2 separate regions of the Sus scrofa genome follow, and region 1 is linked to region 2. The links are chromatin contacts, called in public HiChIP or PLAC-seq maps. All regions are on one chromosome and are shown on one strand. Each heading gives the region's core, a stretch centred on a gene start, on an enhancer-like site or on the middle of the called end of the contact. The rest is flanking DNA. Distances are from core to core; before and after follow the strand shown.

Region 1 (6,452 bases), core at 3,720-6,219, 250 kb before region 2:
ATTGTCATGATTTCTCCTTATTTATCAAATTGACTGGCTTCTCTAAATTCCCTTAAAGTTGCAATCTTGAAAGTATAATCCCACATCCTTTCTCCTGCATTCTCCTCCGTTTAGCAAAGTATCTTGTGGAGGATTTTATGGATGCCTCTAGATCCAGCCCACAGAGTGATCGAGTTGATGGGGATTCTAATCCTCTTCTGGGCATCTGCTTCCTGGAGCAGCCCCTATCCATCACCTTGACAAGCATGTGTATAGGCCTCCAAGTCTAATATTCACATTGCTTTTTTTAAAGAGTTATGTTTTGCAAGTTTTTTTTTTTTTAAATCACAGGAGGATAATTTGAGAGAATGTTTATGTTTAGATATCTATTTTGTACATAGAATTCTGCCCTAGAGCCTATGATTGACTCTAAGATCACACCCATGAATATGTTATCTGCCAAAAGAGACTTTGAAGGTGTAATTAAGATACTAATTAATTGACTTTAAGATAGGGGGATTATCCTGGATTATCTGGTTTGGTTTAATCTTGTTTCATAAACCCTTTAAAAAGAGTTTTTTCTGGCCAGCAGCAAAAGCAAAGTCAGTGATTTGAAGCAGGAAGAAGATTTGATGCACAACTTCTGGCTTTGAAGTTTGGGGGACCATATGATAAGGAATGAAAGTGGCCTTTAGAAACTAAAAGCTACTATCAGCAAGGGAGTAGGGACCTCAACCGTACAACTGCAAGGAACTGGCCCGTAACCAAAGAGCCAATAAGCTAAATGAGCCTGGAAGTGGTTTCATTCCCATAGGCCCTAGTTACGAGTCCAGCTTTTCTGACCCCTTGATTTGTGCCTTGTGAGAACCTATGCAGGAAACTACAGAAACTGTGAGAAATCAAGTGGGGGTCATTTTAAGCCACTGAGTTTGTGGTAAATTGCTTTGGCAGTACTAGAAAAAACATACAATACCCACATTAGGGCTTTTATTTTCATAAAGGCACAGATAACATATCACAGTGAGGGGGGTGTGGTGCAGACTGTGATCTGGAGCCCACATCTCTTCCAAAGGAGAAGTCCCCCAAGTCACTGCAGTGCAAAGAAATAGCAGGGCAGGAGGACCCTGACCAAGGTGGCCAATGGCATCTCCTCTTTAGATTTTTATTCCTTTAATAGGCAGCTCTGTAATCTAAACAGGGGTAGGCCATCTTCTGGAAACCCAGACTATTTGCCACTTGGTTGCACTGCTACCTTTTGGAGGCTGAAGGACTTGTTACCATGAACCACCAGGAGCTTGCTTGGCAATAGTGATAAAAAGCTTCATCTGCAGTTAGAACCAGAGGGGAGGTTTGTGAGAATAAAACAGGCTATGGCGACCCCTCAGATCTGTGACTGCAGGGGGCAAAGTTCAACTTCGTCTCCAGGTGCCACCCTCTGGAGTCCACCACAGCCTTCACTCTGTGTCATGCTCTCCACGCTACTCCCAATCAATGACTTGATTGTGACAGAGATACTCAGGCAGGGTTAATGCTGTGATAGGCTATTCTTTGATGGGAGATGGTCTTGAGCATGACCCAGTGGCCATGCAAACTTTCCTTAGAACTGCCCTGTAGTGTAAAACACTTCCCTCCAACCTTCCTTCCTTCCCTTGATCCTTCCTTGGGGTCAGACAGGCACTGCATCTGTAAGTTCTCCTGGCCTTTTCTGATTTCTCCCCATTTTCTCTCCCAGGCATTTCCCCTAATAAATTTCTTGCACTTTTTGTTTTATCTTGTCTCTTTATTTACTAGAGGGCACAGACTAACATGAAAGGTATGATGAAGTGACTCTTTGGGAGTGAGGCTTTAGTCCCCTTTGATCCACCAAGCACTACACAGGTCACATACACAGGTCAGTTTTTAGTCTGTGCATAGAAGCCCCAGCTGTGAGCCCCAAGCTTTAGATTGTCCTGAAGAGCACAGACTCTGATAATAACAGCTGGTGGACCTTCATTTATACCTTTGTCCCAGGCCCCACAAATGACATAGGAAGGCCTGCAATATGACGGGTCTGACCCACTTCCTCATACCAATTGTACATTCTCATCATATAAAAGGAGGAGCTATTTGTGGGTTTCCTCCAAAAAGTCTCTAGCTTGGGTGTTAGCCTTTGATTTCCAGATGTCAGGGAAGGTCTGGGAGACCAAATTAACTTAATGAGAATAATTAGTGTTTGTCAAGCTTCCTTAACTAGGCAGGGAATAGTTGTTTAAACTGATCACAGGGTAATATTTTCCAGAGGGTATCATTGTATAGTTTCTGACATTGAAGGTTTTTAGCATGTGGTGTTCAGCCAGCTTTCATTCTGGTAATGAAGTTAGTTAGTGAACCATAAGATGTTTCTCCTGAAGGACATAATGCAGTGTCAGAAAACCTTTGCGATAACATAGAGATCTTTTTACAACTGTGGAAACTGAGGCTCAGAGAGGTTAATTGGTGTGGAGTCCATAAGATGTTTCTCCTGAAGGACATAATGCAGTGTCAGAAAACCTTTGCGATAACATAGAGATCTTTTTACAACTGTGGAAACTGAGGCTCAGAGAGGTTAATTGGTGTGGAGTAAGTCATACAGCTGGTTACTAATAGAGCAGGGGCTGAAGGCCATTGTCCATCAGATAATGATTCACTGAGTGTTTTCACATGCTCTGGACTGAAGGCACATTTGCTTAGTGGCAATGCGAACAAATGAGCCATAGGTCAGGGCCGATGTGGAAGGGAGTGTTATTTAGAGTCTGGTGTCACTTTCCACGCGATTACTTCAGCTCTGTCACTTGGGTCGCCATAAAACCATCCGCTGATTTACTCTGGGCTCCTGGCCCTGTCTCGTAAAGGCATCTTTGTAATTCTCACCAGAGATCATCCTCTGGGATGACAAATAACATCGATCATTAAAAATGACATCCGTAATTTTGCAGCTAGGGAAGACGATCTTTTAAAGCTGTCAGTGGAACAAAAGGGATTTTAGGAGATGCTGATGCAGTCGCTTTAAAATCTTTGGAAGTTCTAAAGCATGAAGATGAACAGTCCATTTTGGAATTGCAGAATTAATCATGTGCCAAGGCATGACCCCACATGCCTTGCTGCCAGTGGATGTGAGGTTTGAGGCAGCCAGGGTTCCCTGCAACTCAGACATGAACTTAGTGAATGACCTAGGAGTCAAAGGAGTTAATGTGCTTCATCAAGAGTGCAGGAATGAGGCCAGGTGAGAGACAGAGGAAAAACTGTCTATTGTAGAAGAGGAGGTGGGATGCAAAGCCACACAGAGAAGCAAGGGAGACACAGACACTCAAGGGCATCACCTCTGCTTTGGGGATGCTTGTCATTTAAGCAATGAAATGAACCCTGCATCACATATCTTCAATTTAACAAAAGCTGAAGTCACCTTAATGAATAGTATTGTCTCTTCTCCTCTTCATTATATTTTCCAGAACATCAAAATTGCTGAATCATCAGCCATATCAGTCTCTGCAAAAAACTAAAGAAATTACATGTCCATTTTCCAAAGGAAAGGGAGTGGGAAGATGAGAGGAATAAGCCTGGTCTTCACAGACTTTTCTTACCAGGGAGCTAATTAGTCTCAATGAGCAGACACTCAGAGCACCAAGACTAATGAACAGACTCATTCTCTCTAAGTGGAAAGCAAGAAGCCTGGAAACAGCCGCAGCTGCTAAGGAGATAGAGCTGTGGGGGTGGGGTGGCCTGTCCTGGGAGGAGTGACAGTGCATTTGAGGGATATGTCTCTACTTGGAGGCCACATACCTGATGGAACTTTATAGGTGGCGAGAGCAGCAATGCAGACTCATGCATTGCTTCTCCATGCAGTCCCAAATATGCTACTTTATACCATTTGTTGACTTAAAAAAAACAATGTGCAACCTGAAAGTTGAGAGTTAAGTTTTATTTGGGGGTGAAACTAGGATTTAAGCCAGGAGACAGCATCACAGGTAGCACTGAGAAAGTGGTCGAGGAGGAGGCAAAGTGGGGAGCTAGGATATGTGAGTTTTGCACAAAAGAAAGGTAGTAGGAACAAAAGATGTACAGATAATCAGATTTACAGAAGATGTAAAGGTCTGGGCTTACTGGAATCTCTCCTTTGATGTGCACCTCAGCTGTGGGCCTGTCTTTGTTTCTTTCCTGAGTTTCCTGCCCCATCTTTGGGAGTGGTTGTTCTCACAGATGATGGTGACTGTGACATCTTTTGTTTTGTTCACTAATTATAGCCCGGGGGCAGTATTTCAGAGCTATCCAAAGAGGAAAGGGGGAATATCAAGATAGAAGTCATAAAGGGGGGGAGTGTGCAGCCATGAACAAATTTTACAGAAGTTTTGCTGCTGGTCTCTTGAAGGTCTGCTAGTCACAGACATCAGTCATCATTGAAGGATTTTAGTGTTTTTCTAGATATGAGGAGATGCAAGAATTGGGCTCATAAAATCTTCTAAAAATATCTATCCGAAGACCTGTTATTCCAGTTTTTCTAAAGCACAGAGTGCCTCACTCCTGGTCTCCACCCTGAGCTCTGTTTAGGGGGTGCTGTGGGTAGGCAGATGCAGTGGCTCATGTTTTACTCCATGTAGAGGCTGATGGCAAGTGCCAAACTCCAGTTCACACATTGGTTAGTTTTCAGAGGAAACTTTAACTGCAGCAATTATTGCGCAAGAGTCTGAGCAGCTGATGACCTACATTGTTAGTTGCACTTGGTTCCTTGAAAGCTTTCCCTGTTTTGTTATCTGATTTGATGGGGTTTTTTCCGCCCTCTTTTCTCAGTCTGCAGTGAATTGTGGCCTCGCTGCTGACCCCCTGCAGTCCTTGGGATTCCCAGGCCGGGGGTGGGGGGGCAGGAAGGTGTGCAGTCAGCATGTCAGATTCTGGGGCAGAAGTCAGCGTAAGGGGGTGGAATAATTTTCCTGTGCTATTGCCTGCTGAGTTGGCATTTAGTGTAAATACCTCCTGCTTCCAAGATATCTCTTCCATAATTACCAAGCAGGATTCTATTTTCAGTGCAATAGCTGAGAGGGTGTAATTGGAAACCACAGAGGCAGATTATTTTCTCCTTCTTTAAGGGGCTTTTTGCTATCATCATATAATCTTATGCTCCCACTCACTCATACTAGGTACTTCCCATGCTAAATAAGAACATGTTACTGATTCTGAGATTCTTTCTGCTTATACGTTGTATTGCTTAAAAACTGCAGAAGTGGGGAAATATGGTTATCCGAGGTTGCCTTAATGTTTCCCTCAGTGTGACTAAATTTTAAATAGGTGTCTTCCTGTCTATAGGCCCCTGACTTCTCTTTTCTTAGAGCATTTTCTTAAAAAAATTTACAGTTATAGATTCTTTCTCTGCCACTTAGAGATGTAAATCTTCTACAACCCAGGAATATCTTCCTCAAGGATCCGGGTGCCTTCCCTTTGAGCTATAATCAAGAAAGAAAATGTCCTTGTTTCCCAGTATATGACGGAGGGCAGAAGTCTAAGACCAGTGACAATTAGCGACCACTGATGGCCAATCACATTGACCATCTTCCCCCCAACACCCTCCAGTATTTTCCCAGGAGCTAATACCAGGAGCCTACTCCAGTACTTAAAAGCTCTTTTGTTTTAGAGTTGAGTTGAACCTCTCTTCCCTATTGAATTAATCCTGACTGCTACTGCAGTGTTCTTGAATAAAGTCCTACTTTGTCTTTTAAATTTTGAATTAGCTGAATTCTAATACTTAAGTATCTCTCTCCTACTTCAGTAGCTTGAATAAAATCTGTCTTGCTATTTTTAAGTGTTAGATACAACTTTTCTTTAGCATAGTGTACCTGGAATATCACATTTTCTTTTTGCCATCTAAAAAGACACACCTTAGATGTTCTTTGTTAATTTATGGAGCCAGCCCTTGGCTAAACCACCCAATTTCCATGAGTTATGGATATTTCTCCCTCCTTCCTCCCACTCTTCCTTCCTGCTTTTTAGGTACACAGCCACAGCAATGCAGGATCCAAGCTACCTCTGTGACTTATATCACAGCTCATGGCAATGCCAGATCCTTAACCCACTGAGTAAGACCAGGCATCAAACCGCATCCCCGTGGATACTAGTCAGGCTCATTACCACTGAGCCAAAGGGAACTTCTGGGGATATTTCCTTCTTTCCTTCCTTCCTTCCTCTCTTCCTTCCTTCCTTTTTATTGCTACACCTGTGGCATATGCAAATTCCTGGGCCAAGAATTGAATCCGAGCCACAGTCATGACCTGTGGTGTGGCACTGCTGGATCCTTTAACCAAATGTGTGCTGAGGATCAAACCCATGACTCTTCAATGACCTGAATCACTGCAGTTGGATTCTTAACCCACTGTGCCACAGTGGGAACTTCAGGGATATTTATTTCTGATTAGAAAAAATATTTCCTGAAAAAATATCTATTGAGTCCCTAACATTTACTAAACACT
Region 2 (6,190 bases), core at 2,807-5,306:
CCATTTGTCTGGCTCCCTCCAGGTCACTATAAAATCTCACCTTGAATGTCAACTTCTAAGAGATTCCTCAAATGACTCCCTCAAACTAAATTATTTCCCCCTGCTATACCTTCTCATTATGTGTTTTATTTTTCCTTAATTATGCTTATTATAAGTTATAAAATCTTTGGACATCTCTCACACTGCATTGTGATCTCTAAGAGGGCTCTATTTTGTTTTTAACATCTGCCCTTTATAAGTGCTCATTCAATTTTTGTTGAATATGTGCATGAATAAAATATAGCTATCTGAGAAAATTCACTGTTATCCTTTTCTCCTGGAAAAGACTATGACATATATAAAATGTGCCTGTATATCATGCTATTTTCAGTACTTCCATAAACCTAATATTATGGACCAAGTATGCCAGTACCCACACAGTCTCAGGTGAATGGTTCTACTTGTCTCCCAGAAACTTGTCCATTAAATGAAACATCTGCTATAAGAAAGGGGCCAGAGACCTATCAAATAAATTGTCAATAATTGATAAAGTCACAATAAAGCTTACAAAGCAAAGACAATTGTATGGCAAGCATAGGACTGGAGCTGAGTTAAACTCTTTGAGTGGGTATTTAACTTACATTTTTTTAACAAATGGGAAAAAGACCCACAGGATCCCTATACTCCCCTTTCCTTGTCTCCAAAGTATTTCTAATCAAAAACACAAGCAGCTGTCTACTTATTATAAAAAGCTTCTCCTTAGAGAATCAGAGTGCAAGAAAATTTTAGGTGATAAATTTGACAAAGTGGCAAGTTCTTACTATGATATTTTCTTTCTGAGAACTTAGTTACATTTCCTAAATGAGTACCCTGGATTAGATGAAGAGACAATTTTGTTTTTTTTTTAGGCCCACACCTGCAGCATATGGAAGTTCCAAGGCTAGGGGTCGAATTGGAGCTGCAGCTGCCAACCTATGCCACAGCCACAGCAACATGGGATCCTACGCCACAGCTCATGGCAATGCTGGATCCTTAACCCACTGAGTGAAGCCAGGGATGGAACCCTCATCCTGACAGACACTATTTCGGGTTCTTAACCTGCTGAGTCACAACGGAAACTCCCTAGGAAAAAAAAAATGATTGCTTCAAATATTTGGAGATAGAGTAGCTAGTGAGAACTACCCTTGAAAATGTTTCATTCTTTCTTCATTCCAACCCTTCATTGTGTGTAGATTTCAGTTTCTTTGTAGCCTGTCTTTTAGGGGAAATATATGTGAATGAGTCAGGTACCCCTCAGATCAACATCAATCTTTCTTTCATTTGCCTTGCCCATTTAGTCCATTCCCATTCCCCACCCCATTTCAGTTCTCTTCATGGAACAAAATGCCCAGTCCCAAGGACTCATCTCTCTCTCTTCTTGAAGGACTGCAGTCAGTGCAATTTCCCTTGCCAGCTGCCACCTTGTGCTGAGAAATCATGCAGATAACTACCCTTCTCCAAGCCATCACAAGTCCAGCGAGGCTCTTTCCTGCATTGCACCAAATGCAACTGTGACCAAAAAAAAAAAAAAAAATCAATCAGAATCTTCTTGCATTTCAGCATTGGCTGACCTTCCTCCTTTGCATTTCAGCATTGGCTGACCTCCTTCTTTGTGAGATCAAGAGAAAACTATTTAGGTCCTGTCTATTAATTTGCTAATATTTGGAATTCTTTTCCTAAAGACTTAACCAAAGCTTAGTATTATAGCCCCTGTTTAAAAACAGTCTCCCTGTGTGAGGTAACACATAGGACGTTGTTGGTCATTGACATTTCAGTTTGAAGAAAATTGCGAGATACATTTTGAAAGTAGATTTCTACAAGGAGAAGAGGGCAAGAGAACATGAAGACCCTGTATTAAGCACAGAAAGGAACAGAAAGGAAACACTTGGCTGTGGATATAAGCAGCATCTACTTTTGTGTCTGTATGTCCCTTTTCTCTGTCTCAATTTCAACTAACATTGTTCATTTTGTCAAGTATTGAAGGCATTCCACATAAAGTAATATGCAGTGAATTTTCTCTGACTATGGCAAAACCAGAGAACTTTATTTCATTTTTCACCTTTCAATGTATGCCTATATTACAGAATATAAAAATGTACATGTCCTAGATGTCATTATTCATATGTATATATACATACATATATAATTTTCCTTAACATGAGTTGAAACAGTATGGATTCAACATTACCCAACTCAGTAGGATTTATAGACATATAAGACTACAACAATCATATATATTATTTTCTAGTTACCCTTCAGTAAATGCAAACAGGGACATTTATTAAGCACTTCAAAATTTGTATCTCCATCTAGTGGTAACTAATGGAAATAACAAGTTTTTACATGGATAGTGAAGAAGTGGGAGAAGATAAATTGAGAAGTCCTTGGTCAATTAGCATCCACTATTAATTCAATTTTATTTCAATATGGAATGGAAAGTACAATGTAAGACTAAACTTTTTTTTTTAGTAGAAAGCCAAGTACTTTTCTACTACCCATGAACAGTAGAATGGGTGAAAATTATTCAAGATGGAACAAGCTACCATTTCAAGCAGTATTTATATAGCAGGAACTCTTATAGGACTAAAGGAAGGGTGGTTTATTTTGAACAGAAAGAAGGGGGCAAGGGAATTACCCCTTTTGTTCTTTTTTTCTGAGAACTTCATCATCCTTCTCCATGGCTTTCCAAAATCAGTATCATTGATGGCAAAGAACATTTCCAAGAGAAGTCACTGTGGGATATGAAAGAACCCCTTGATCTCCCTAAGTGTCTTGTTTGAAATCCTAGTGAAAATCAATAAAATTTTATCTTAAAACTGATATAGGCACAAAGACTATCTGTTTCCACACTCAGAGGCTGCCAAGGAGAAACACTTAGTTGAGAGAACAACTTGTTAAAATTGTGTAAGTTCCCTGTTCCATTTTTTTTTCGGAGTCCTTTTTACATGAATTCTTTCCCAGATAAGTAAGAATAAGTTCCTGAGAGAGATACTTGGGATTCTTTTTAATATATAAAAGAAAGAGAAACCTGGTTCCATTTTATCTTTTTTTTAATGTGATAAAAGAAAAGATTGCTTAGATTTATCAAATGTAGAGGTTTCATCCTCTTATGGATGGAAAAAAATAGTAAGTCTAATAAATAGACTGACTGTAACACTTATAGATTCACATAATTCAGATAAAATTTCATACTATTTATTGTGCGTTGTCTCAGTGTTGGAAAAATCTAATCAAGACCTTGTGTGTAGTGTTCCTTGGGCTTTGCCTGTGCTTACAGAGGACAATGACCTCAGAAAACTGTTACTCAAAGAACTGATCCCAAATTCCATGGGCAACTAAGACAATTTATATTTTTAATTTAGTTTTGAATTTCTGGCTTGACCCATGCAGAAGTTTGATTTTTGACTTGAGCTTATTTATTTGCTCACTCACAATACAGTAGTGGTAGTGACAATACCCTGATTTTCCTTTGGATAATATTTTATGTGTTCACTTATTTATTCTCATTTAATTAAAAGAGTTCTTTCTGGATTCAATGGCTTTCAGCTCTGGCACATAGTTTTCTCTCTATGCATTTATTTAACAAATGCTTATTTGTCATGTTATATATCATGGCTGGAGTTAGATGCTGGGGATATAATTAGTTTTTGACTGGATGGGAGGGATTTCGTAGGAGTCGATTCTTGGAAAATATCTATGCCAAGTGCCAAAGCTATAACAAACCATGACATAATTAATGTTTATCTCTAATGACTTTTAACTTTCCTTTTAGTTCTGAAAGGATTTCTGCAAGGAGCTAGCTCTCTTTTTGCAGTCATAATTTAACCTCCCTTCAGGATTCTGCCTGCTGTAGAAGCAACACCCTTCTGTCAATTCTCACCTACCCAATTCTTTCCTCCTGAGGGTAGATCACATCACAAAGCACAACCATAGGCCTGAGTCTAAGCAGAACTCTCTGTGGGGTTATAGAAGGAGCTTGGACACTTTGGGGCTGGGGTGCCCACATTATATCTGAAAGGCCACCTGCAGGGCTAGACAGCCTGTCAAGAAGTAGAAGGGTGTGAGCTGCAGGCCCCTATCCAGGGGTGACCAATAGCTCCCAGTGCTGTCAAGTGAAGGTCATATGAAGAGATTTTATTTGTCAGTCCAGTAGCTCTATTTATAACTTTTAAATATTTAGGTAGCTGTTACATTGACTCCATTACTTCTCTTGTCCCCAGCCCTGCAGAGGTTTAGGATTGATAACTCCTTGCCACCTGCTGCCTCTTCTCTGCACGAATTGTGCTGGGCACCGCAGCCTCTCACCAGCTTCCCTGGCACTACTGCTCCCTCCTGCCAGCTGCTCTGCCACTGCCTCTTTGGCACTAGGGCCTTTACTGCTGTTCCTCTTAGGAAATGCGAGAACTCCCCTGGTGCGAAGGCTGTGTGAGAAGCATGCTTTGCTCCAGGTTTGTCTTTAGTGTTATCGTCTCTCAGAGGCAACTCAGACAGTACTGCCTGCACTCTTATTTTGAAAGAGATATTTGAGTGAAATACTTCTTTCTGTTTTCATACACAGATTTCATGGGACTCCAATATGAGTCCAATAAAGACAAAAGACATATTCCCATGACAGAGAATATTATCCTGTGAGGAGATCAAAGGTAAGTAATTTGCTTAATGACATACAGAAATAAGTGACAGAACTGTGCTTAAATTCTGTGTTTCTGATTTCAAATCTAGGGCTCTGTATGTGATACAAGGCTGGCACTTGGTTTCATTTTATTAGCACTTAATTACTTCCTTTTGAATTATCCTCTAATTGGTTTATTCATGTTTATTTGCCTTGTCTCTTAAGACTGTGAACATCTGAAGGCAAAGTCAAACATCGTTAAGGCACTGTATCTCCCAGAGCACATAGGATAATGCTGAGAAAATAGGAGATGCTCAGAATAAATTATTGGATAGCATAATCTTGTTCTTTGGGATACTAATCTGCTCTATGAAAGATAAAAAGCCTTCAGAGTCAGGGAAACCTCTTTCACATCTCTGCAACATCGTTTACTATTTGTGAGATCTTTTCTTTTTTTCAGCTGGGGCATACTGGAAGTTCCCGGGCTAGGGATCGAATTGGAGCTGCAGCTGCCAGCCTATGCCATAGCCACAGGAACACCAGATCTGAGCTGCCTCTGTGACCTAGGCCACAGCTTTCAGCAACATTGGGTTCTTAACCCATTTAGCAAGGCCAAGAATCAAACCAGCCTCTTCATAGAGACGACACTGTGTCCTTATCCCACTGAGCCATAATGGGAACTCCTATTCATGAAATCTTGGACAGATTTCTTACTCTTATATTTTGTTTCTTCATATCTAAAATGGGCAAGGAAAAAAAATTACCTAATGAAATGACTATGATAATTCAATTATATAACATGTAAAACACAGAGAACATAATATACTCTTTAAAAATATACTAGTATCCTACGCTTCATCATTTTCTAATAAAATTTCAGAAATTGTATGGTGGGTAATAGTTCACCATTTTACTAAGAAGTCACTTTAAGACTGATAAATGTGTCAGCAACCAGCTGTCCTATTAACTCCATGAATATTTTAATGATGTTTACAGCTCCAATGGATATATTTCTTCTTTAAAACTTAGTAGATACCAAGGATGTGTTACAGAGAGTCCAATGGACCATGAAGCACTCAAGCATATTCACTTCTAGACATAGTGGACATGGGTCTCAAGTGGGCTGAGCTAGCATGACTTGGAGCATCATAGCCATTACTTCTGCTCAGCTGTTCAGTTTTCCAGAGAAAACATTTGGCATCACTCAGAGTCATTATCTGCAGCACGGGGTCATGCCCTTACTGTTCTTTAGTGACCTCATTCTCACATTACAAAAAATAAAACCATGCTCCTCACTTGTCTGAGAACTAGTCCCGGTTTTCTATGTTTTAAGGGAAAATTTACAAAAGCTCTTCTTCTTATAAGTGGGATCCACATGGGTGCATTTAAATAACTCATCATATCTCTAGAAATTAACACTTGTATAGCACCTCAATATCTTAAAAAGACAGTACTGTTTAAAGACAAATTGTGCCACATTTCTACTGTCATATGTACTAGGCTGATTTGAAAGTTCCTTAAAGACAGAAACCCTGCCATTTTCCCCACTGTATACAACAC

Evidence for each region. HiChIP or PLAC-seq counts read pairs in DNA pulled down with a chosen protein or histone mark.
Region 1: an H3K27ac HiChIP or PLAC-seq map of skeletal muscle shows a contact between it and region 2, with 3 times the contacts expected there. The contact joins two enhancer-like sites. A contact is called at or near these places in 1 of 47 Hi-C or Micro-C datasets (fetal heart ventricle) and 1 of 2 datasets of contacts at active chromatin or transcription factors (skeletal muscle).

Annotation. Positions count from the first base shown.
Region 1 is chr3:84,875,873-84,882,324 of Sscrofa11.1, reverse strand. No RefSeq gene overlaps it. Among named protein-coding and RNA genes, the nearest start is that of MIR216-1, 460 kb to the left of the region's middle. Within about 2 kb of position 4,969, at least 2 of the 83 cell types and tissues checked have an H3K27ac peak or open chromatin away from gene starts, as enhancers often do. A contact at or near this core is called in skeletal muscle, where this site is marked.
Region 2 is chr3:84,621,192-84,627,381 of Sscrofa11.1, reverse strand. It overlaps LOC110260099 (a long non-coding RNA gene), which reads left to right. Exons shown (of 3, transcript XR_002342943.1): 2 at 4,577-4,661. Among named protein-coding and RNA genes, the nearest start is that of MIR216-1, 710 kb to the left of the region's middle. Within about 2 kb of position 4,056, at least 2 of the 83 cell types and tissues checked have an H3K27ac peak or open chromatin away from gene starts, as enhancers often do. A contact at or near this core is called in skeletal muscle, where this site is marked.